2 separate regions of the Anas platyrhynchos genome follow, and region 2 is linked to region 1. The links are chromatin contacts, called in public Hi-C maps. All regions are on one chromosome and are shown on one strand. The core of a region is the stretch at or near the end of the contact, and the rest is flanking DNA. Distances in the headings are between cores, read along the strand shown. Region 1 holds the start of RXFP2 (relaxin family peptide receptor 2). Region 2 overlaps B3GLCT (beta 3-glucosyltransferase).

Evidence for each region. Hi-C and Micro-C count contacts between places; a contact is called where the count stands out from the background.
Region 2: a Hi-C map of skeletal muscle shows a contact between it and region 1, with 4 times the contacts expected there. The contact joins the enhancer-like site here to the promoter of RXFP2 in region 1. A contact is called at or near these places in 5 of 8 Hi-C or Micro-C datasets (F1 follicle, F5 follicle, liver and 2 more).

Annotation. Positions count from the first base shown.
Region 1 is chr1:184,385,176-184,389,974 of IASCAAS_PekinDuck_T2T, forward strand. It overlaps RXFP2 (relaxin family peptide receptor 2), which reads right to left and starts at 2,760. Exons shown (of 18, transcript XM_027470037.3): 1 at 2,419-2,760. The coding sequence starts at 2,641.
Region 2 is chr1:184,462,067-184,466,865 of IASCAAS_PekinDuck_T2T, forward strand. B3GLCT (beta 3-glucosyltransferase) reads right to left here. Exons shown (of 15, transcript XM_027470010.3): 14 at 2,724-2,868. Among named protein-coding and RNA genes, the nearest start is that of B3GLCT, 56 kb to the right of the region's middle. Within about 2 kb of position 2,630, at least 1 of the 8 cell types and tissues checked has an H3K27ac peak or open chromatin away from gene starts, as enhancers often do.

The DNA.
Region 1 (4,799 bases), core at 1,510-4,009:
TAAACAATCTGGGATTGAATATTTTATCCTTAAATTCATCAAGCATAGAATCACTAGGCAGTGGTATATAAAGTCAGAGCCCACTGTTAGAGATGCCTGTTCTGTCAGTCACACCAGAGGATCCTCCTGGGCTTCCTATCAATTCAGACAGATGAGATGTATTCACGTGTTCACATTTTAATCACTGATGTTTCAGGCACAGCTTGGCTAATTAGCATTAATTACAAAGGCAGGACTCTGATTTGAATATCCCCCTTTCCACCCAGCAGCATGCCAGTTTTGTTTCTCCAACATGCCCAGGATGCTGCACAATTACTTTCCGCAGGTCTTGACATGTAAGGCTTCCTTTTGGCTGGACACCTGGTGTCCCGGTGGCTGCTGGAGAGAGATTTGGGAAAATAACTACCAAAAAAAAAAAAAAGAAAAAAAAAAAAGAAAAAAAAGGGGGGAGCTGTTTGTCGTCAGCCGTTAGAGGGCAGTAAAACACCACCTTTTTAAGCAGCATCGATTTATTCCGCTAAATACGAAGGGCAAACTTTGAAGGTTAACCAGCCATTCAAATACCAGGAGTGTTTGTAATCTAGTGATATTTCCCACTCTTTTAAAGTGGAGTCACGTATCTAAGAATTTTAAAGTCTGTAACTAAACAGCCGCTATTCAACACCCATTTTACAGCAATATGGATGTTTTTCCTTTGAGACCTGCTGCAGATGTGGCTTTCCCAGATGTAACTGTATCTTGTGACATTCCCAAAGCTGCTATACTTACTATATACACATTTTTGGCAACATTTCAGAGGAAGGGGCAAGACTGAAAACGGGCGGGGGCACATCAGTCATTCACTTCATATTTCTATACCTCCTGAAACACGGTGAAGACAAAACACACACCAGAGGAAAGCTCTCTCTGACTCGTATCCCCTTCCCTGCGATGCTTGCTTGTACCTGTGTCACTGTGGACTCGGTCCCTCTCTCGTCTGAACGCTCTGATGCAAAATTGTCTCAGCCCTTATTGTCTATTATGGAGGGGGAGCAGCTGAGAAATAATGACCTTTTAGTAATACAGCCGTTTGCTTGTCTGCTTCTTTATTTATGGAAAAAGCAATTTGAAATAATAGAAGGGATATTCATATTTTTTTCTAACTGTCCCAAATAAATAAAGATTCATTTCATGGTGTGTAAATAGGGAAGATAGTAAGGGGGTGGTGGTGGTTGTAATAAGCTACTTCTAACTTTTGTTTCAGCTAATCAGACTTGTGACAATGAAAGCAATATGAGGAATGGAAAGTTGACTCACTAGATGTTTTGTCTTAAAGTCAATTTTGGAAAGATAATGAAAACAACTTTACGTTAAAATAAACATTTTACACTAGCACAATGTTCTCCAGTGATAAGCAAAACAGCAATTTAAAAGATATCTTTAAATAGAGTATTTAATAAAATTCAATACTTTCTAATCCTGCATATTCCACTCCTTTATAACAGGTTGTCTACAGAACAAATAATATATTCTCTCTTACTTGTTTTCCATTTCTAACAGGCTGGCATTTTCTTTTTCTTTTTAATTTATTTTCTTCCTAGTAATGCACTTGCCATTTCATTTTCTTACTTTGATAACACTCTGCATTATTAGAAAAAAAATGCTATTTCATTAAAGAACTTTCCACAAGCTTAAGAATTGCCATTCATGAGCTAATTACAATGAAAACCATTTATTCACTTTCCTACAATACTTCAAGAATTGCTAAGCATAAGAAAACTATTATTATTAAAAATTAATGTGTGTAGGAACTGAAATATTTTAATTTTTGAAAATTTGTTTAAAGGAAAGACTGTAACTTCCACTTGTATATTGTTGCTAAACTAGTGTTTCTAATGAAAAATAAGTTTTCTCATAGAAGCAATATTTTAGGCAATTGTTTCTAAGATTCAACATGCTTGCTTAAATGTATCGTTCTATTTTGAATTTGCTTATACTGAAAATATTTGCTTCACTGAATTACCACAAGTTTTGCTTAAATTGGGAAATACCCATGAAAACTTAGTTGCTAAGTTAAATGCTTCCTTTTTTTCACCTAATATGTAGAAAGTGTGCTATGATACAGAGGCGAAGCTTGCTGATCAGAACAATGTTTCATTACATTGGGTATTTTTTGAAAAAGCATGGCTTTATCAATTAGTTTTGTAGCTGATAAATTTAATCAAAATTTAAAGCAACCTGGTTGGGCAATTCAATCGTTTTACAAAATCAGATTTTCTCACCTGCTTTAAACTTAAAATAATAATAAAAAAAAAAAAGTATAACAAAATCATGCAAATGAAAATTCCTTACCGATTCCTCACTTTAAATGAAATTTCTTGTTAATGCGTCCCAAAAGGCACTCAGGCTAATAAAGAATTAAGTGAGAAGTGGTCTTACCTTTGATTCCTAACAGAAGAATGACACGGAGCAGGAACAGCATCCTCGGAGCCCGAAGGGGACGGGACGGGCAAGGGGATGAGTGTGGCCATGGAGCCGTGCTCTGCTCTGGGCCCCTTGCAGCTGCCCTCCTGCAGAGCCCCAGCCAGGATGGGATGCGTGGCACCGAGCATGCTCCCAGCCCCTGCTCCCTCTCACCCACCAGGTTGTCAGCACTTGTCATAAACCATCGCAGACGTCTTGTCTGGCTCCTGGTTTGCCACTGCTTGTGCCTGAGAAAGAGCGCAAGGGATTCCGATTTTACTGCGTTCACAACTCACTTCTGACAGGGCGATTTCTGGATCCGAGGTGTTTCTTTACATACGAAGTTACTTTTATAAGGAAAATGAAAATCTCTAAACAGTTTGCTGTTGTCGTATCACAGCTGGGATTACAGAGTAATGATGTTATTCAGATTTTTTAATTACAAAGCCGACTGAAGATTAACACCCAAATGCTTACACATGACATTAAACACTGCGCACAGCTGGGCCACTGAAATCAGCCCCTTTGCTGTCTCCAAGGGTGATTTCTTAAAGTTTTTTTCTCAAAGAAGGCTCATTACACTTGTGCCCTAATTATTATTATGAAAAGTTAATATTTTTCTGCCCCGTGTTACGCCTTTATGTGTCCTCAGTGAAAACTTTTTTTTTTTTTTTTTCCCAGAAGAGGATACTACAGACATGTGAAAGATCTTTTCCTACACCACTATCTGTATTTAAAATTAAATAAGGCAGACACGTTCTTCTAACATTATACATCATTTCATATGAGTTTGCAGTGCATTTAACCAATATACATGATGAGCGACATTATGTTCTTCCATGCTATATTTTGACTTAAATGGGGAAAATCAATGCAAAAAGATTGTAGTACATTAGTACATAACCTCAAATTATTGATAACTTTTGTCTACAATACTTTGAAATAAAACAGCTAACAGGAAGAATGCAAAAATCTTCAGAAAAGGGGACTACAAAAATGTGATGTGTATGGATGGTCTACACCCTACAATAAAAACTACCCAATGTTAGAGGGCCAAACAGCCATTCACTTCTATGCAAGGCAAAGAACAATTTAAGTGAGGGTGGGGACTCGTTCAAGAATGTATTTGACTTCAGCCACCACAATTATCTCAGAGGCATTTACGATCCCAGCCCACGGTGCTCTTTATGTTGAATGTGGGAGGCAAAGGAAGGTGAGAGTGGGATGTGGCACATTTCCACCTGTATTTTGTAGTGCTGTGTAGCACTGTAGAGTTTCTGCAGTTTCTGAAACAGCAGGTGGAAATGTGGACATTTACCAGCATTGAAATGCAGAAGGTGATTGAAGTCAGCATAGGTGGAAAGGCCTAAAGGTGCCTTGCTTGGCACTGTTTGGCTCTGTCTCTGTTTTGCACATCCTATCTTCCCAGGCACTGCCTATTCTAAAAGAAGGGATGGATGGCATTTGGTTTCAGCACATGAAAATTAAAAATATAACAGAGGGTCATGCAGGATTATGTGGGGATCACATGAAACAGTGAAGTGAATGTCATTGCTGGTTGTTGGCATCCCATTCTTAGCAAGTTGTCTGTTCAGGGGACTGAGCTGTGACCAGCTGCAAAGGAGACCTTCCCTGCTTCTCTCTCTGCTTTGGAACTGTGTTGAATTCACATACAGGGGCTCTCATGGGGCCTTCAGTCTGAGGGATGTGTCACAACAGTAGCAGAGATAATGCCCTGCCTGTGCCACAGGTGGGACTGATTAAATCACTAGAAGTCTTTTATATGTCTTTGCTTACCTGTCGTTGCATCAGTGATAAAAATGGCAAATGCCTATTACCAGAGGATAATGGCTGATTTTGCTGTCCTGATGTAGCAGTCTGGGTTACAGCTCAGTGCAGAAGACCCTGGATATATTTATAATAATATAATATAATATAATATAATATAATATAATATAATATAATATAATATAATATATTTAGGGCATGTACTCACTGAGATGAGTTTTTGAGCACTACATTGTACTAGCTAAGTAATGCATCAGGCTAAATGCTGATCTCCACACAGAAATAAGTAGTCTGTGTACAGAGGACTTGCAGAAAACACAGACTTTTTAGGTGTCTTTTTGTATGCCCAGACTCTCATGCCTACAGTTTCTTTTAATGCTATGTAATCTCCCCGTTCCCTTCTCAAAGCCGCTTGGAAGCAAGGAAAAATGCTACCAAGGACCAAAGAGGTCTCTACATCTGAAGAACTGGTGTTCATAGAGGAATGTGAAATAATGATATAGGACTGTGTCCAGGAACACCAGGACTTGACTTTTAAGGTCAGTAGTTCTTGAAATAAAATGTGGATA
Region 2 (4,799 bases), core at 1,380-3,879, 77 kb after region 1:
ATGTTCTCTTCGTTCCTCCTCTTACTGAGAGATGTCAGCACTGCCAGTGGGACTGTAGGATCCTAAATATAGCAGCTGAAATGTATGAAGTTTTACGATGGCAAAGGATCACCAAACGCAGGTGATATTGTGGTACCAGGAAACCGCATCGTTTTTCTTGATCACATCACATCAGAAGAGACAGAATTACAACAAATGCACATAATGCAGCTGACTTCCTAGCGAGCCAAGCATGTTTTATTTTCTCTGACAATTTAATGGCAGGTAAATGCATCACTATGCAAACAAGCCCAATCTGTAGTGGTCTCTGTAAACTATTTTTTTTTCCTGTTGTAAATAAAAATTTTGTATAGAGAAACGCAAGAAAGGCATGCAAAAACTTACTCAGAGAGCACTTTGTTTCAACATTTTTAAAATGATTTAATAAAAGATGCATTCTTTTTTTTTTTTTTTTAAGAAGTAAAATAAAATTGAATCAATGAGTTGATGCTGAAGCTCGTAACTAATTTAATACTGTACATTTCACCTACTTATGGTCACAATAATGAATTCTACATGCTGCATTCGTCATGCTCTTTCATGTACAGCCAGTCATAAAACCAGGCAAGGAAATTTGACATTAAGAAATCTGAGCTGTGTTTTTTTCCCCCTCTTATGTTTAAACCACAGACTATTTATTTAAAGAATTAAAATAAAATAATTTGGTGCAATCAAGAGGGAGCCCAAAAATAATTTTCTGGTTTACAAAAAATCCAATTTTGGTTTCTTGGTTTTTAAAATATTTGTTGAATAATAGTGAAATTCAGAGAATGAGCACACTCCAATTTTATTCAGTAGTTTTTCCCCTCAGGCTTAACTTTTGTTTAAGGTATGCTAAATTAGAATTTGTTATAAGTGACAGTAAAGATGTATTACAATTCAACTGTAATTTTCTGTGTGGAAAATCCGACTGCTAGGATTTCACTTTCAAAGTGATTCTGTATCAAATGTACACTATTAAGGATTACAAAGAAGTGCTCTGTTTGGTTGTGTAAGTGCCACTCCTACAAATCTGTAAAATGAGTTCTAGTCTTTCCAACTCTCATTTTAAAAACAACAAAAAAAACACCCCCCAGCCTCTACAAGCAAATTATTCAGTAATTCTGTCGATGAAGATGCATTACTCTTCTTTCATACTTATACTGAAAGAAGCGATGATAAACCAGGAAAGAAAAATCAATATGATTTTTTTATATATGCACAAATAATTAGAATTCTGAATAGTGTGTTCTCAGTCATCCCACTTCCCTAAATAGTAAATGTAATCAGAAAGAAAATCTCAATACAGGAAAAGCTGATAATTTAATTAGCAAACTTCTTCCTCCCTCCCTGACAGCTGCTTTGAATTAGTTGGTAATTTACTAATTTTTCAAGGAGGCTATTATCCTAATTTCAGTTTATTTTCAGCTACACAGATCTTCCCAGTTTTTAAACTAGATTAACTTCTGAAAAACATCCAACATTTCACTGATTTAAATGCTAATTTTTAAAAAAGTGCTGCACTGTTTGGAAAAATCACAAGCGCTTCTTCTCTTTACTACCATGGGAGGAAGGCAAAGTGTTTATTTGGTTCACGATGCAACAAATCTCTCTGGGACTCGGTGCATCATGTTTTCCACTATGATGTCACAGTTAGATTATGAAAAATTCTGGAAAACAGAAAGACGATTTAAATCTATTCCGATCCTCTTCTCCCAGACTGGAGAATATGCTCAAAAGAAAATTATGTTTTGTGACCTTTTTCGCTTGTGCTACCATAGGCCAATTTTTCAAAAGGTATTTGTATGATTCTTCAGAACCCTCCATAAAAACAACAGTTACAGGAACGCTTTAATGTTATATTCATATACACTAAGTAATAATATGTTTCAAAATACTAAATTCTGAATCACTAGAAGAATTGGATACATAGATGTATCAGGTTTACATAGTAAGCAAGGGTTTGGTAGTGGGGGGCTGCAGGAGTGAGGAGCTGCCCCCATGTTAAGAGCCAGCTCCAGCTGCTGGCCAGAGCCAAGTCAGGGAACAACGCTGGTTGTGCCTCTGGGAGAACAGACCGAAGCAAGAGAAAATCTGCACAACAGCAGCTGGGAGAGAGAAGTGAGAAATGAGAGAGAAGCAGCCCTGCAGCCCCCAGGTGAGTGCAGCAGGAGGGCAGGAGGTGCTCCAGGCAGGCAGCAGCAGTTCCCCTGCGGCCCGTGGAGAGGCCCCTGGTGGAGCAGGCTGTCCCCCTGCAGCCCATGGGTCCCCCATGGAGCAGATCTCCACGCTGCAGCCCCCCCATGGGTGGAGGAGCCCCCGGTGAAGCAGGTGGATGTGGCCTGGAGGAGGCCGCGGCCCATGGAGAGCCCCCACAGGAGCAGGGGGCTGGGGTGAGCTACCGCCCACCCGTGGGGGACCCGTGCTGGAGCAGTTTGCTCCTGGGGGATGGACCCCGTGGTACGGAGCCGTGTGGGAGCAGTTCCTGAAGAGCTGCTGCCTGTGGGCAGCCCCCGCAGGCTCAGTTCGGGAAGGACGGCATCCCGTGGGAGGAGATGTTCTGGAGAGAAGTAAGCTACAGCAATAGCATCTTGGTTATAGTTATTACAAAGCAGACTGATGTGTAATATTTATGAGTCACATTTTATGTGTATACTTAAAAGAACAAAATGTATTATAAACACTAGCAAAAATAACTCTCTGACCTGATGGAAGAGTGGGCTATGTGTTATAGGGATTCCTAAGCCACTGAAGCACATCCCAAGAACCATATCATCAGGCGCGTCCATGCTGTAACACCGGCATTTACTAGCAAGTAGTTTCTGAACGGCTGTTCTGCTGAAAACCATCCTGAGTTAAAAAAAAAAAAAAAAAAAAAAAAAAAAGAGTATTACACAATAAGTACTAGAGAAGCCAAACAACTGTAAATAATTAAATATTAATTATAAATATTAATCATACATATTATAAAACTGAAAGACAACAGGTAGCCCTCTGATGCAGCTCATCAGAAATTTCCAAATTTGAAAAGTCAGTACTGACAAGTAATGCAAGAGGCATTGTCTGAAAGATAATTACTTCACATAAAGAAAATGAATTATGCTGTTACTCCAACAGTTATTTATCAGCAGTAAAAACGGTGGCTAGCTAATTACCCTTACATTTTGCCAGGACTTTCTCTTCTGTCTTAGTCAAACATACCGTCTAGTTACTTCTCATGTAACCATTAAAAGGAAAAGAACTTGAAATCTGAACTGTCATTCCTTGAATCCTCTGCTGTACAGAGTTCTCTTTATAAGTGAAAAATGTTCCTTGAAGCTATTTACAAGGCTTTTCTGCTCACCCTCTCTTGCTCATCTAAATACCAACAAGAGCCCCACAGCTGTTAGATCATTAGCACTAAAATAAGCCTCCAGTAGACCAGAAACATGATGATGTCTTAAATTCAACAGCTGAGGGAATATGCTCTTGTCTAGCATTCCCTAGCTGTCTTTTCTGAAGTTACAACATCAACACACTTCAATACATCGTGCTCCAGCTTCTACACATTCCACTAATTAGATTCACACTCCAAAATTGCTACACAGCTTCATGAGTTTGTTCACAACATGACAATCCTTTGCTTGATACAGGGACATGGCAAAATTTGCAGAAATACTGAGGCTAAGGCAAAAAGCCTTGCCTAAGAATACTGCCAGATTGGGAGCTGTAGAATATTTCACATTAGCATTGCAACTTTGAAGACAGATCAGCTGCTTTTATCATAAAAAGACAAAAAATGGTGAGCACAATAGGAAGTCATATTTCAGTATTCAGATCAGAGAAGAAAAAGTCAGTTAAAGCCTTGAAAAAAAGAATCAGGACTTGTGACCAGCACACGTTGCTATGCAGAAGGTGTGGTGGAAACTGCCCACATCTGGGGAAGATACTTGCTAGCTGATTATCTGGATCATGTCCTTTCATTTATATAGAATTCTTCACTTTAGACAAACCTCAAAATTGGGGTATGGAGCAAGACGCATGATCTGTGCCTTCATCTGCTCAAACCCAAGAATAGAAATAATCCCCAAATTTCTACATCTAGATGACAGAACAGAAACTAAGACATAAACACTAAAGATACAGAGGTACAGGATGGGTAACTAACAAACAGCAAGGTCTTTTTCTCAACTCTAGCATAAACTCTACTTGAGCAAGACCTTCTGCAACTATGCAAAACAACGAGAAGGTGAGTCAGCGGATCTTTATTTACTCATGGATGGATAAGAAAACTGGCAAGTTATTATAGTCATTACTTTTCACAGAGAACGACGCTAAGGCTATTTGGATGTCCACGCTACTTGCTTTAGATGGTTCTCATTGTAGTAGGAGCCAAACCAAAAGATCATGCACATGTTAATTTAAACCAAATTCTATATACAATCTCAGCAGCCCATCTCTCTCATGCGTGAGATCAACCCACAATGTTCTCTTTCTATGAGAAACTGTTCTCTGGGATATAAATATCAACTTCCTTGCTTAGCTACCTCTCCATAAATCATTGCATAAAGTTCAAAAACAGAAACAGAATCATCATCATTTTTAACCATGCTTGGACACTGGGGGGAAAAAAAGGAAACAGGAAAGAATATTTGCATTGCAGCACTTTGTATCACTAAGTGTGCTTCTTTAGGTTCTCCTGCAAACTCCACCACAGTTCAGTTCAGAAGTGTATTTTTTTAGGCAGGTATCCCAATTGTCTCTGCTCACAACACTTTGAATCAGATTGTGAGATGGTCTGA